Linked DNA regions of Drosophila melanogaster: region 2 is linked to region 1. A link is a contact called in public Hi-C data. All regions are on one chromosome and are shown on one strand. Each heading gives the region's core, a stretch centred on a gene start, on an enhancer-like site or on the middle of the called end of the contact. The rest is flanking DNA. Distances are from core to core; before and after follow the strand shown.

The links. Hi-C and Micro-C count contacts between places; a contact is called where the count stands out from the background.
Region 2: a Hi-C map of the OSC cell line shows a contact between it and region 1, with 3 times the contacts expected there. The contact joins the promoter of Exo84 here to the promoter of Lnk in region 1. A contact is called at or near these places in 57 of 107 Hi-C or Micro-C datasets (the Clone 8 cell line, the D17-c3 cell line, the Kc167 cell line and 21 more) and 1 of 6 datasets of contacts at active chromatin or transcription factors (the Kc167 cell line).

What each region holds. Positions count from the first base shown.
Region 1 is chr3R:25,885,067-25,891,366 of dm6, forward strand. Lnk (Lnk,) reads left to right here and starts at 3,476. Exons shown (of 4, transcript NM_170247.2): 1 at 3,476-3,999; 2 at 4,589-5,212; 3 at 5,652-6,300. The coding sequence starts at 4,712. SppL (Signal peptide peptidase-like) reads left to right here. Exons shown (of 7, transcript NM_143180.2): 2 at 316-763; 3 at 829-954; 4 at 1,241-1,432; 5 at 1,500-1,953; 6 at 2,045-2,165; 7 at 2,232-3,164. The coding sequence starts at 472. The coding sequence ends at 2,300.
Region 2 is chr3R:26,048,362-26,054,661 of dm6, forward strand. Exo84 (Exocyst 84) reads right to left here and starts at 3,896. Exons shown (of 6, transcript NM_206576.2): 1 at 3,829-3,896; 2 at 3,610-3,768; 3 at 3,226-3,556; 4 at 2,399-3,171; 5 at 1,810-2,339; 6 at 1,370-1,754. The coding sequence starts at 3,868. The coding sequence ends at 1,569. Vps2 (Vacuolar protein sorting 2) reads left to right here and starts at 4,460. Exons shown (of 2, transcript NM_143198.2): 1 at 4,460-4,868; 2 at 4,929-5,767. The coding sequence starts at 4,556. The coding sequence ends at 5,386. It overlaps gro (groucho), which reads left to right. Exons shown (of 13, transcript NM_001300610.1): 12 at 1-74; 13 at 137-1,550. The coding sequence ends at 244. It overlaps Cmpk (Cytidine/uridine monophosphate kinase 1), which reads right to left. Exons shown (of 1, transcript NM_143199.3): 1 at 5,876-6,300. The coding sequence ends at 6,214.

The sequences.
Region 1 (6,300 bases), core at 2,226-4,725:
TTAAAATGAATTTCGGGCTGCTGACGATTCTAAATTGTACTTCACTTTTTAGAGTGTGTATGGCGTTCTAATTTGCTTTCATTACCTAATTCGTGAGGCGCGTGAAAGTTGACCCCAAGGTTTCCGCGCTCGACTTAAGGCGACATCGTGGAAAATAAACCTTGGGAGTGAGTGTGTGCTCCGAATAGCCTAATCGCAGTTGTCCAAATAACCTGAAGAAGGTAAAAAAGTATACGGGGTTACGTGCGATAAGGTCGGCAAACAAAATACTTATCGTTAAATCAATATGCCTAACCAAAATACTTTTCATTTCAGTTTGGATTGAAGCGGTGCAGCTGACATAAGAACGCGATAAATCCAGCGCAGGACGACCGATAAGCGAAGAAGCCAGCCGACTGGCGACTACAAGTGATATCTGAAACTATATCTGCGATATAGATTGAAGTCGCATCCGGAGGAACCGGAGCGAGCATGTCGCACGGTGGAGCCGGTGGCGGTCTGGGAGCTCAAACTGTTGGAGCCGGCCAACTTGGAGGCGGTGCAGCGGCAGCTGGCGGTGGAGAATACCGCGAACTCCACTGGACGGTCTCAAGCGTAATGGACTCGTCTCGGGTCTCTACCTGCCTCATATCGATGCTGCTGATAGTCTACGGCAGCTTTCGCTCCTTAAACATCGAGCAGGAGGCCCGCGAGCGGGAGCAGAAGAAGCGAAATGAATCGATGACCAATCTTCTTACCGGCGAGCCCGTCGAGAAGGAACCAAGTATGTGTGAAATGGATCTAAAAGCATAAGGAATGTTTTATAAGTTTCAGATCTGTATTTCACAGCGGATAAATTCGCCACTCTGGACACGATGCATGCCCTCTGTTTGCCCCTCGGAGCTTCCATCTCACTGCTCATCATGTTCTTCTTCTTCGACTCGATGCAGCTGCTCTTCGCCGTCTGCACAGCGAGTAAGTGTGGTTAAATTATATATATTTCTACCCGTTTATCTGCTTATGGTTTCCTTCAAAAATATTTAATAAAAGGGATCCACACAATGCAGTAACGCAGTCACAAGCTACTCTTCGAATCACATTCAAGCTTTTTAATTATAAATTTATGCGCTGATAAACTCATACTTCTTTTAATTTTCAACTCGAAAGCGATAAAAGCCATCAGAACCATTCAGCTTGCATACTTATTCAAAACATGACGAATTTTTTGCTTTATTCAATAATTTGAAATCTCTCTCCACAGTTATAGCCACCGTGGCGCTGGCCTTTCTGCTGCTGCCCATGTGCCAGTACATCATCAGGCCATGCACAGATGGAAAGCGATTCTCCTTCGGATTCTGCGGTCGCTTCACAGCCGCGGAGCTCTTCAGCTTTACGCTTTCGGTATCGATTGTGTGCATATGGGTGCTCACTGGCCACTGGCTGCTAATGGATGGTAAGAAACGATGTGAAAAAGTACGAAAGAGTTTCCTGTAACAAAGTTTTACCCCTTTTTTTTATAGCAATGGGCATGGGCCTGTGTGTGGCATTCATAGCGTTTGTGCGTCTGCCCAGCTTGAAGGTGTCCACGCTGCTGTTGACCGGCCTGCTCATCTACGACGTCTTCTGGGTATTCCTCTCCTCGTACATCTTCAGCACCAACGTGATGGTCAAGGTGGCGACGCGACCCGCCGATAATCCCGTGGGCATCGTGGCCAGAAAGTTGCATCTGGGTGGCATTGTGCGGGACACACCAAAGCTGAATCTGCCCGGAAAGCTTGTTTTTCCCAGCCTGCACAATACCGGTCACTTCTCTATGCTGGGCCTGGGTGATGTGGTGATGCCGGGCCTGTTGCTGTGCTTCGTCTTGCGGTATGATGCGTACAAGAAGGCGCAGGGCGTCACATCGGATCCCACATTGTCACCACCCAGAGGAGTTGGCTCCCGGTTGACATACTTTCATTGTTCCTTATTGGGGTAAGTTGTTGAATAAATGGAATGTTTGAGTATACGAAAAATTGCTTACTTATAAAAATATATATAAATACTAATTTCCATTACATTGCAGTTATTTCTTGGGCCTGCTAACGGCGACGGTCAGCTCCGAGGTCTTTAAGGCGGCCCAGCCGGCGCTGCTGTATCTAGTGCCCTTTACGTTATTGCCGCTCTTGCTGATGGCGTATCTGAAGGTATACTCCATGCTCGAATAGTTCCGAATTTGGTCGATATCTGTAATGTTTTGTTACTTGTTGCAGGGCGACCTGCGGCGCATGTGGAGCGAGCCGTTTATCGCGCAACAACCATCAAAACAACTGGAAGTCTGAGTGTACTCTATCTAAAAGCAAAGAAAAACAAAAAACCAACAGCATACAATGTGAAGAACACACACACATAAGATCTAATACTAACGTTTGTCTCTTAAATAACGTATTGAGTATGTATTTTTTAACTCAACTTAACTAAGTTTCGTTTTAAGTTAGGTGATCCTCGTTTTCATAGTGAAATAAAAGCAAAAACCGAGTAATTATAGTTTTTAGCCTAAGCGGAAAGGTTTTATATATTCACATATATATATACTTCATACGAGAGTTCATTCAAATTGGCTTTAATGTCTCCAATCATGCAGATAACTAGCGAGTAGAACAAAGGTCAAGCGAAATATTAGTTACTAACTAATAGGCATTACTAATAACTCTGTAAACCATAGCGAAAAGACTAGCAAGAAGACAGTTTGAGATTCGAATTTCAATCATACATCATCCACTCGAAATCTGTTCCGGGCAGTACGTTCTGTAAATACTTAAGTTATGTGTAATAATAACAAACCACCATGCAACAAATAATAGTTAGTAAGCTCGCCTTCATACACATTTAATCGAGATCCGTTTCCGTTTCACACGCTCATTTCCGTCCTTCGATTTTTTCGTTTTGTCACCCAATGTTTCCCACACATCTTCACAACCATAATGATGTTTTGCCAAAATGCATGTGTTCGTTGCAAACAATAAATCAATTAATAATGCTAGACGACAACTGTTGCACTGCGTGTGTTTCACAAAATTAAGTTTCAAGAATTTTAATTATTTACTATTAACGCAGCTAAAAATAAATAAATACTGTATGCATATGGAAACGATAGTTACATATTAATTTTAAGTAAATGCAATTTCGAAACGTATAGAAACAATAAAAATGTGAGATTTAAAACAACATTGCCTATAAGCGTTTTTTACAAAAATTGGAAGCATGTACGCTTTTTGTAATGTAGTAGGTAGATCTTTTTTGAAACCTTACATTTAAATGTTGGCGCCAAAATATTCCTAAGTTTCCCACCATTTTGCTTACCAAAGTTTACAACCTTGCGGTAATCGGGTTTTCTGTGGCGAGCGGTCACAACTTAGCGGGTAAATTCATGTTAGCGAGTACACACCTCCATTTAGCGGGGTTACGTTCCAGAAAGAACATCGATACAACAAATATCGATAGATATATACTATGCATATCGATTTTCGTCCGGCTCTAATTTTCACGGTCGAGGTTTTTTCGTTTTAAATCGCAAAAAACACAAACAAATCAGTGATAAATAATATTGCAACCAGACGGTAGCTCAAGCGGAACTGGCAACCAATGATTACGAATTAACAACAAACAAGTGTATGTGCACTTCAGTTATTGACTAACTCGCCACTTCCTTTTGCTCGCAACAACAAAACAACGCAAAAGAATATTTTGAGCGGATGTGCGTGTGTTTGTGTGTGTGTGCGTGTGAGCGAGATATCATGCACTTTGTGTAGAAAAATAAAAGCATAAAAAAGATGCCGAGCATTTAGATAATACTTAAACCGCAAAGTGAGTTATTTACATGTGTCGAGTGGCAAATTCAATAGTATTTTTGATTATATTATAAGCGTGTTCCACGCGCATATTGCGATGTGACGTAGGCGTGGAAATTCCTGTGGGAAATTTTTCACCACCGCGCCGCTGTGTGGGTGTGTGTGTCTGCCCTCGCATTTGTGTGAGTGGGTGTGTGTGGGCTACGCCGCAAGTTTGTTTTCGTTTACTTTTAATTGCCGAGAAAAAGGATTAATTGTGGCACTGAAAATGCGTGTTACTTAATGTAATGTGCAAACATGCGTAAATATTCATTACATAAATGCAAAATTCTTCAGTGTACATTGTTATGAACAAAAATATGTGCTTAAGTCTGGGCGCTTATCATTATATACATTGCATACCCGTGTTTTAAGAAAATATACCATTTTGCGCCATCAATAAGTCAGGCTGTTAAATAACTCAATAAACAGGCTTGTAAAATCAATATTGTGTTTAAATAGCAAGCAAAGCTAACTTTTTATTGTTTTGTTTTGGTCAGCACTTAATTCTTATCAAGTTTTCTAGAATTAAAGTTGCCAAAATTCCCCCAACTCGTTGAAAACCTTAATCCTGTGAGTCAGAGAATAGAAATAGATCGTTGCACATCGGCCCAATATATAATACATATAACAACTAAACTATAAATGCTTTTGTATTCTTCAAAGCGATCAGCAATGATCGCTGTTTTTGCGAAGTAACTCGACTAAACCGCGATCGCATTGTTTGTCTAACATTTCAGCGCTTTTGAAACGGACTCCAGCTGGGTAACTCGTGTGGCAAACTGAACCGGAACCGGCAGAGGCAGCGGCAGCAGGAGCAGGAGGAGGACCTGGACCAGCGGAACTGGCAACCACCTGGCCAAATGGGTGGCAATAGCACAGGAGCGAATACGAGCGCCTTCAGCGCTGGCGGTTACATTGGGCCCACGTCGGCCAGCAGTCATCACAGCCTGGGAACTTCATCGGCGGCAGCGGCAGCAGCAGCAGGAAGTGACCTGATACCCGCACCAATTGGCACGGGCAACGCCATGGGAGTGTCTTCGTATGCATACGGTGGAACCAGTTGGGAGGAGTTCTGCGAACGACACGCCAGAGTGGCTGCCTCGGATTTCGCCAAGGCGTGCATCACGTACATTAATGGCAATCTGCCGCCGGAGGAGGCGAGGAACATCCAGCATCGCAGCTTTGCTCAGAAATTTGTGGAATCCTTTTCGGCGCACTACGACACGGAGTTCTTCAAGCGGAGGAGCACTCTTAAATCAGGTGCGGGCTCGCTGGACTTCGAGGAGGAGCACGAGGTGCCAAAACTGCTCTCAAAGTCTCTATTAAGACGACTATCATTCAAAGGACTGCGCAAGGGCAAGGTGAGTTGATGCTCTTCTCAAATCCTCTCGAAATCATTGAATAGATTGATTTTTGATTATTTCGAGGCCACACTTGATGCTTATACTTTTTTTTTAGACATGATTGTTGTTTTCTGTCCGATAATACCCATTAAGAAGGTCACGAATCACGAACTAAAAGTATGCAGATAAAAGCATTCACTTTAGCATTCTTTGCATTCTGTCCATAAGTCCGATTAGACCTCACTGAAGTGGTATTATTATCTTCTATTTGATTTGTTGAATACGTCATGATTATCAGAACATGCTGTCAATTATGCAAGTCTTTCTTTCAATTTTGCAGATCATGAAGTATTTCACATTGATTAAAAAGCTTTTCAGTGCCAGGATGTTTTATAGTCGGAAACTCCGGCTATATTGTCACCACTTGTTTTAACTGTCAAAGATCTCTTTGCTGCAGGCCTTCTTCCACAAGAACTCGGATGACTTGGATGGCAGCGGTGGCAGCGGCAAGCAGAGCAAGACGAAGCTGGCCAAGATCGTTGTGGAGTGCCGGAAGGAGGGCACAGTGAACAACCTGACGCCGGAAAGTCTGGATCAACCGACGGGCTCCCAAAAGTGGGAGAAGTGTCGACTTGTACTGGTCAAGGCCGTGGGTGGCTACATGCTAGAGTTTTACACGCCGCACAAGGCGACTAAGCCGCGCAGTGGAGTCTTTTGTTTCCTCATCTCGGAGGCTCGCGAAACAACGGCACTTGAGATGCCGGACAGGCTGAACACATTCGTCCTCAAGGCAGACAACAACATGGAGTATGTGATTGAGGCGGAGAGCGCGGAGGAGATGCGGAGTTGGCTAGCCACAATACGGTACTGCATGCGAACGCCACCCACTCAGCAGCCAACGATCGAGTCGGATGGTGTTATGGCGTCCGCCATGCAAACATCGCCGACACTTCCGAGTCCCAATCCCATTGGTGGGATTCAGAATCCGCAGTACCAGCAGCAGCGCGGCTCGAATGGCAATCTGGTGGGAGGTGGAGCTCCGCTCACCTCATCGCTGTCTGCAGACAGTGCTTTGGGCCAGGGAGGAGCCACTTCTGCCAGCGAAC
Region 2 (6,300 bases), core at 2,646-5,145, 160 kb after region 1:
AATGGTTCGTTTCCACCGGCAAAGACAACCTGCTTAACGCATGGCGAACACCTTACGGTGCCAGCATATTCCAGGTAAGCACACATCCTTATCATATTAAAGGAAATCCTCAATTAAAATACTGGACGTTTTTCAGTCGAAGGAAACATCATCCGTACTTAGCTGCGACATATCAACTGACGACAAATACATTGTGACGGGTTCGGGCGATAAGAAGGCTACTGTCTACGAAGTTATTTATTAAATCCACAAAACCATGCAGTTTTTTCATTTTGTAATAAGCTCGTATAGTTTTTATTACAACATGTTCGAAATCATGCAAATAACAACAACAAAAACAACAGCAGCAGCATCGGCAGTAAAACAAAAAAAGAAAAGCAGAAAGGCGGCAGTAGCAACGCATCAAAAAGCGAAGCAAAAATGAAAATTCTATAATATATATACAAGAAAAAGGAAAACTAAAATTTTAAGCGTACTTGTAGCTACTAAGCCTAAGCTAAGTCCAATAAATAAAAACAAACCAACAAGTTGAACACACAAATTGCAAGTAAAGAAGAATTCAAGTAAAATGAGAACCAGAGCGAAATAAAATGATAATGCATGCGAGCAACAGAAACGAGTATGTTGTAAAATTAACAAAATGAAACCGGAAACAGAAACATAAAAAGTCGGCGATACCTACCTACGTTCATCTTAACATAAAAACAAATAGGAGGATAAGTGGAATTAGTCAGTCATTGCAATTGCAGGAGCGTTGAGATTATGATTACCAGCTGAACAAAAGGAGTTAAATACAAATACGATGCGAGTGCTTTTAGTTTGTTTTATGTGAGCGGTTTTTGTAATTTAGCTGAAAAGTCAGACAGCGAATGCAACAACAAATGTAATTTTAAGTTGTCAGTTTCCTTACCTCCCAACGTCCCTCCAAACACACACCACACACACACAAACACAACATACGAAAAACACAAAACACATTTGCATAAAAGGTATATATATATATATATATATATAATTATAAATGAATATACTTAGTAAGCATTTTAGTTAAGAGTTTTACATTATAAATTAAACACGGAAACCACTTTCGAAACACTCACTCGCATTGGGGGTCAGTAGTTAGAAGCTCAGAGCAGTCCGCTTTGCTTGTATGTAATTTGAGAAAATGTGTAATGAGAAAATCGAGGAATTAATTGTGTGAATCAAACTCAACTCTTCAGAACCAAGTGTAAAATCCTATATTTTGAGCAGCTAAACCCAACACAGAGAGAGCCGCATCAACAACCGAAACCGAAAAGTAGAACACAGCTAAATTGTTTAGTGTTTAGAGTATATATATGAAAAACAGAAAACGAATCGATTTATATATATTTACAATTATATATATAATGCGAGCGGCGAAATTGTAATAAGCAAGAGATAGAGTGCAGCACACGCTTCGATTTTTAATTTTACAAATATTATTATTATTGTGGTTATATATGTATATAATTATATTATAAATAATTGAAGCAAAACGAAAAAATAAAAAATTATATGTAATCGAAAGTAAATCCCACGGCGTGCATCTAAAACACATCTGTGGTGTAGACGCTGCGCTGGCGCGGCACTGGAGCACCTTGCTGGCGGGACATTTTCGTGTGCAACTCGCGCAATCCCTCGCACTGGCGTCCAGAAATCTGTCGAAACTTGTCGATGGCGATGGGCAGCAGGTTGTCCACCAGAAAAATCTTGTTCTTCATTACAAAGTTGGGCTGAAAATGGCATTCTTGAAGAGAGCGGTTTTATTTAAGCTGCTTTCTAACTTACATCCACGGCCATGTCGCTGGGCGGTTTCAACGAATGCTGGGCAATGAACAGCTCCTTAAGAAGCAGTTCCAGGCTCTGCAGCAGGGTTTCGCACTTGGCCAGACAGCCGCAGTACTCGGTGAGCTGCAGGAAGTGTCTGATGAAAACCACTGTCGACTGGGTGAGATTAATCCATGTGTCGCCCGTCGCCTGGGCTCGCACATCGATACCCAAGACATCGAGCTCCAGGAGCAGACGCTTCAGGTTCGACTTGGTCTGCAAATTGTACGGCTGCCAGCTCTCCTCGGTGCGACCCACGGAGTCCAGCAGTCGCTCCTTGGATTCCTCTATGAGCGACTCGAGTGTAGTGCGCAACAGACCTTCCAAATGATAACTAATGTCCAGCCCGATCTCTGTGAGCTTTGTCGAGGGCTTGCGCACTCGCTCCACACATTTGGCCACTGACTCCAGGGAGGTTCCCTTGGTCAGGTAATGCTTTATCAGTTGGCTGGCAAAATATTGCAGCTCCGCATTGCACCAAACCACGAGCGCTGCAAGAATTAGATAGTAGTAATACTTAAATGTAGACAGAAATAGGAATGAAGCTTACCGCTAACGCACGCCGGTTGCTTCTCAAAGGCGGTGAGAAAATCACAGGCCACCTGCGTCAGGTCACAAAAGAAGAGTTCCGATATATCCGCATTATTCCTGCGCGCCTCCCGTTGCGCCACCCGCAAACTGACGGCGCAGACCTTCAGCAGAGTGGCACTCGCCTGCCGATAGCGACCCATCTCTACGAGAATCTTCAGAGGCCGCTTGGCTGCTCTCAGAGCGATCTGCAGATTGCGATTGTGACTGTTGGACAACTCCTTGAGCAGCACATTGATCAGCTTCAGCTCCTGCTGCTTCACCTTGGTTTCAATGGCGTCCGCTAGTGGCAACTTCTTTCGGTTCTCGTTTCGCAAGAAGTCCTGGGTTCGCTTTATCAGCTCCTGGGCATCCTCGAAATGCCGTTGGGCCACCAGGGTCTGAATCTCTTCACTGGCCGTGCTTAGCCACTCGGGCGTCTCATCCTCCAGGGATTTGGGCTGTCCGGGACTCTGGGGTGTGGTTTCCTTCTCCGGAGTCGAAGCTTTTGACTGCTGTTTGGCCCGAGTTGGAGGCTGTGGCGCCTGGCCCTTTTTTGGTTTCTTTTGCTGGTCAAAGCGGAAGGCCTCTTCGAGCTTCTCTATCCACTCCGTCTTCCCAGCAGCCGTGATGCTTTGATAGATCTTGGAACCATCTGGAGTAATGATATTAATGGCATTCTTAACGCCATCCAAGTCCTTAATGTTAATCACGGCTATTTTCTTGGGGTCGTACTCGGTGAGGAAATCCAAGCGCCTGAAAAATATTACTATTAGTTTTTGCTATATGCTTTAGTATAGGAAAACCTACTTATCATGCTTCACTTTGCAGACAATCAGTACATCGTTGAAGAGGAAAAAGAAGACCCTTTGAATGGGTCGATAATCATTACTGTCCAACTCGATTAGAGCTCCCTCGTTGAGGAAGGTCTTGCCTTCCAGATTGCCATTGAAGCCCTGGACCATTTCCTTGACCGCCCGCGTGGCATGGCTATTCTCCAGATCCTCCGTCGCCGTAGTGCTCTCCGCCTCCAAACTCTCTGCCTTCAGGTGACTGGAAGTCTTGCCATCCGTCATGGTGGCCAGAATATTGCGCTGCTCAATCAGAATGTGCGACAGTTGATACATTTCCGACTCGAGATCTGCGATGCGAAAATATTAACATAAATGTATATTGATATTGGGGGGCGTAAACTACGTGATATCTCCTTGGCCGTCTGTATAAACTCCATATAGTTCTTTTTGCATGTTTGCTTGAGCGTTGCTGCCGTCGTTTCGTTGTAGGCCTCGATTTCCTTTTTTCGCTGCTGCAAATCGCTGCCACCCACACATTCTCGTGTCAGGTCCTTGGTATCTGGGAACGTTGTACTTATTAGTAGACTGATTAATGCTAAATAGACATAGGAATACTTACATTTCTCAACGCTAAAATTAAAATCGTCGAACTCCTTCATGATTCTGATTGGAATGTAAACTGCAGCTGACGCAGAGCCATTCACAACGAACGAGCGTCATCATGAGGTGTCGATTGTAAGGTTGCTGATGCTATAGAAAATGCCATGTTTTCACTGCAGTTTTCCCTGGTATTAGATAAATCTATAAATCTAGAACATTTTTATTTAGTTTTAAGTAATAGGAGATTAATTAAGATTTAAAACCTATGAAAAGTTTTATTCGAACTGAACGGCTACGTCAAAGACCTTTTAGAGATCAACAAATTTATTCGCATTTACATTTCGGATTTTCATCTTAGGTATGATTAGGCGTTGAAGCCCTGAATACTTTTTATTCGAACTGAACTTTTAAATATAAACGACTACGTCAAAGATCTACGTTAAAAATCAAGAAGACATATGTCTATATGTATACTATTCATTACAATGTGTGTGTGTTGTATTGTAATAAATTAAAATTATTTTCCACCTGTTGCTAATTCACTAAGTTGAAGTGTGAACAGTTCTTTCAGAGTGCACCGGCAAAGCTTCTTCTTCCCACTAGCACTATTCGCATGTAAGCGCCAACACGTCTTGGCCACCTTAGAATCGCGCACACCCTTCGCTTATTGTTTTGGTTGATGAGTAATCTTTAGGAAACTCCGTCATTCTTCGTAATTAAATCTTGCAGTTAAGATATCCTTAAACATGGACTGGCTATTCGGCAAGAAGATCAGCCCCGATGAGATGCTGCGTAAGAATCAGCGGGCGCTCAACAAAGCGATGCGAGATCTGGACCGCGAGCGGATGAAAATGGAGCAGCAGGAGAAGAAGATTATCGCGGATATCAAGAAGATGGCCAAGGAGGGTCAAATGGATGCCGTGAAGATCATGGCCAAGGATCTGGTGCGCACGCGGCGGTATGCCAAGAAGTTCATGCTGATGAAGGCAAACATCCAGGCGGTGTCCCTCAAAATTCAGACGCTCAAGTCGCAGAACACAATGGCACAGGCCATGAAAGGTAAACATTGGCTATTTGGCTGATTCACCCGCTTATCAAGCAATTATGCTTATCTTCCAGGTGTCACGAAGGCCATGCAGAACATGAACCGCCAGCTGAATCTCCCGCAAATCCAGAAGATCCTGCAGGACTTCGAGAAACAGTCGGAAATGATGGACATGAAGGAGGAGATGATCAACGATGCCATCGATGACGCCATGGAGGACGAGGGCGACGAGGAGGAGACGGATGCTGTTGTGTCCCAGGTGCTGGACGAACTGGGTCTGCAATTGGGCGAACAGCTGGGAGACCTTCCTTCCGCCTCCGGTTCCCTTTCCATAGCCGGCGGCGCTGGCGCTCAGAAAGCACAGGCTGTGGCCGCTGGTGGCGTTGGCGGCGGTGGAGCCGCCGGCGGAGGTGGAGCTAGTGGTGGCGGCGCTGGTGGTCCGGGAGCTCCCGGTGGCAGTGGTGCCTCATCGCCCATGTCCGATGCCGATGCGGATCTTCAGGCGCGCCTGGATAAGCTGCGCAAGGATTGAGCCGCTACTAAGAACCACTGCCTGTCCACTTTATGTAAGAGCCACCACCCGTTTGTATCTCCCAGAAGCGAATGTTATATTAAAGAGAATGCTTGTGATTTTCGTTCCCTGCGTGTTTGAAAAATCGATGAGTAATTAGCATTTACAAGCTATAATGGAAAGAACTGGGTAGTGCTGCAATCGCACAGCCTAGCTACAAACAAATTCGCAATACTTGTTACTTTAGAGCTATACAATATTCGGTATTTTAAAAGATATGTACGTTTCATGCCTGTCTTCAATAAAATAAGAAAAAGGAATTTCCAAATCATGAAATTATATATATATGTATATACATATATTCAGCTTTAACTATAAATGCAAAATTGTGTTTATCTGAATAAAAAGAAGTACTTTCCTAAATTTGTACTATTGGGTACTATAGAAATATGTAAAACACTTGAAAAATGAAAATCACATAGCACTTGTATAAATAAGAAAACTTGTTTTAAATGTCATAATATGAACAGGGGATTTAATTTATTGTTTATTGCTCTTTAACGTTCCTACATTTAAAATAGTTCTCAATCCATTTGCTTTAGATAACATATAATTCCAGAATAACTTTTGCCTAGCTCCATTTTTTACTCGATATTAAAAAGTGTGTGTGTACCTCCGCTTTCCTTGATTGGGTATACTAAACTTCATGTGTATCTTGTATCTTATCGGGGTGAAGAAAAAGTACCTTATGCATTACTATTAACAAGCGTATATATGTATTTTTTTAGAGGGTACAAATGAAAGGTAAGGATAGCACTACACACATAACCGGAATATGAACAGGAAATCTAGAAGCCGCTGGCCACAAATATCTTTTCCACCTCCCCGAACACCTCTTCCGCATCCGGACTGGCATCGATCCGTTTCACCTGGCC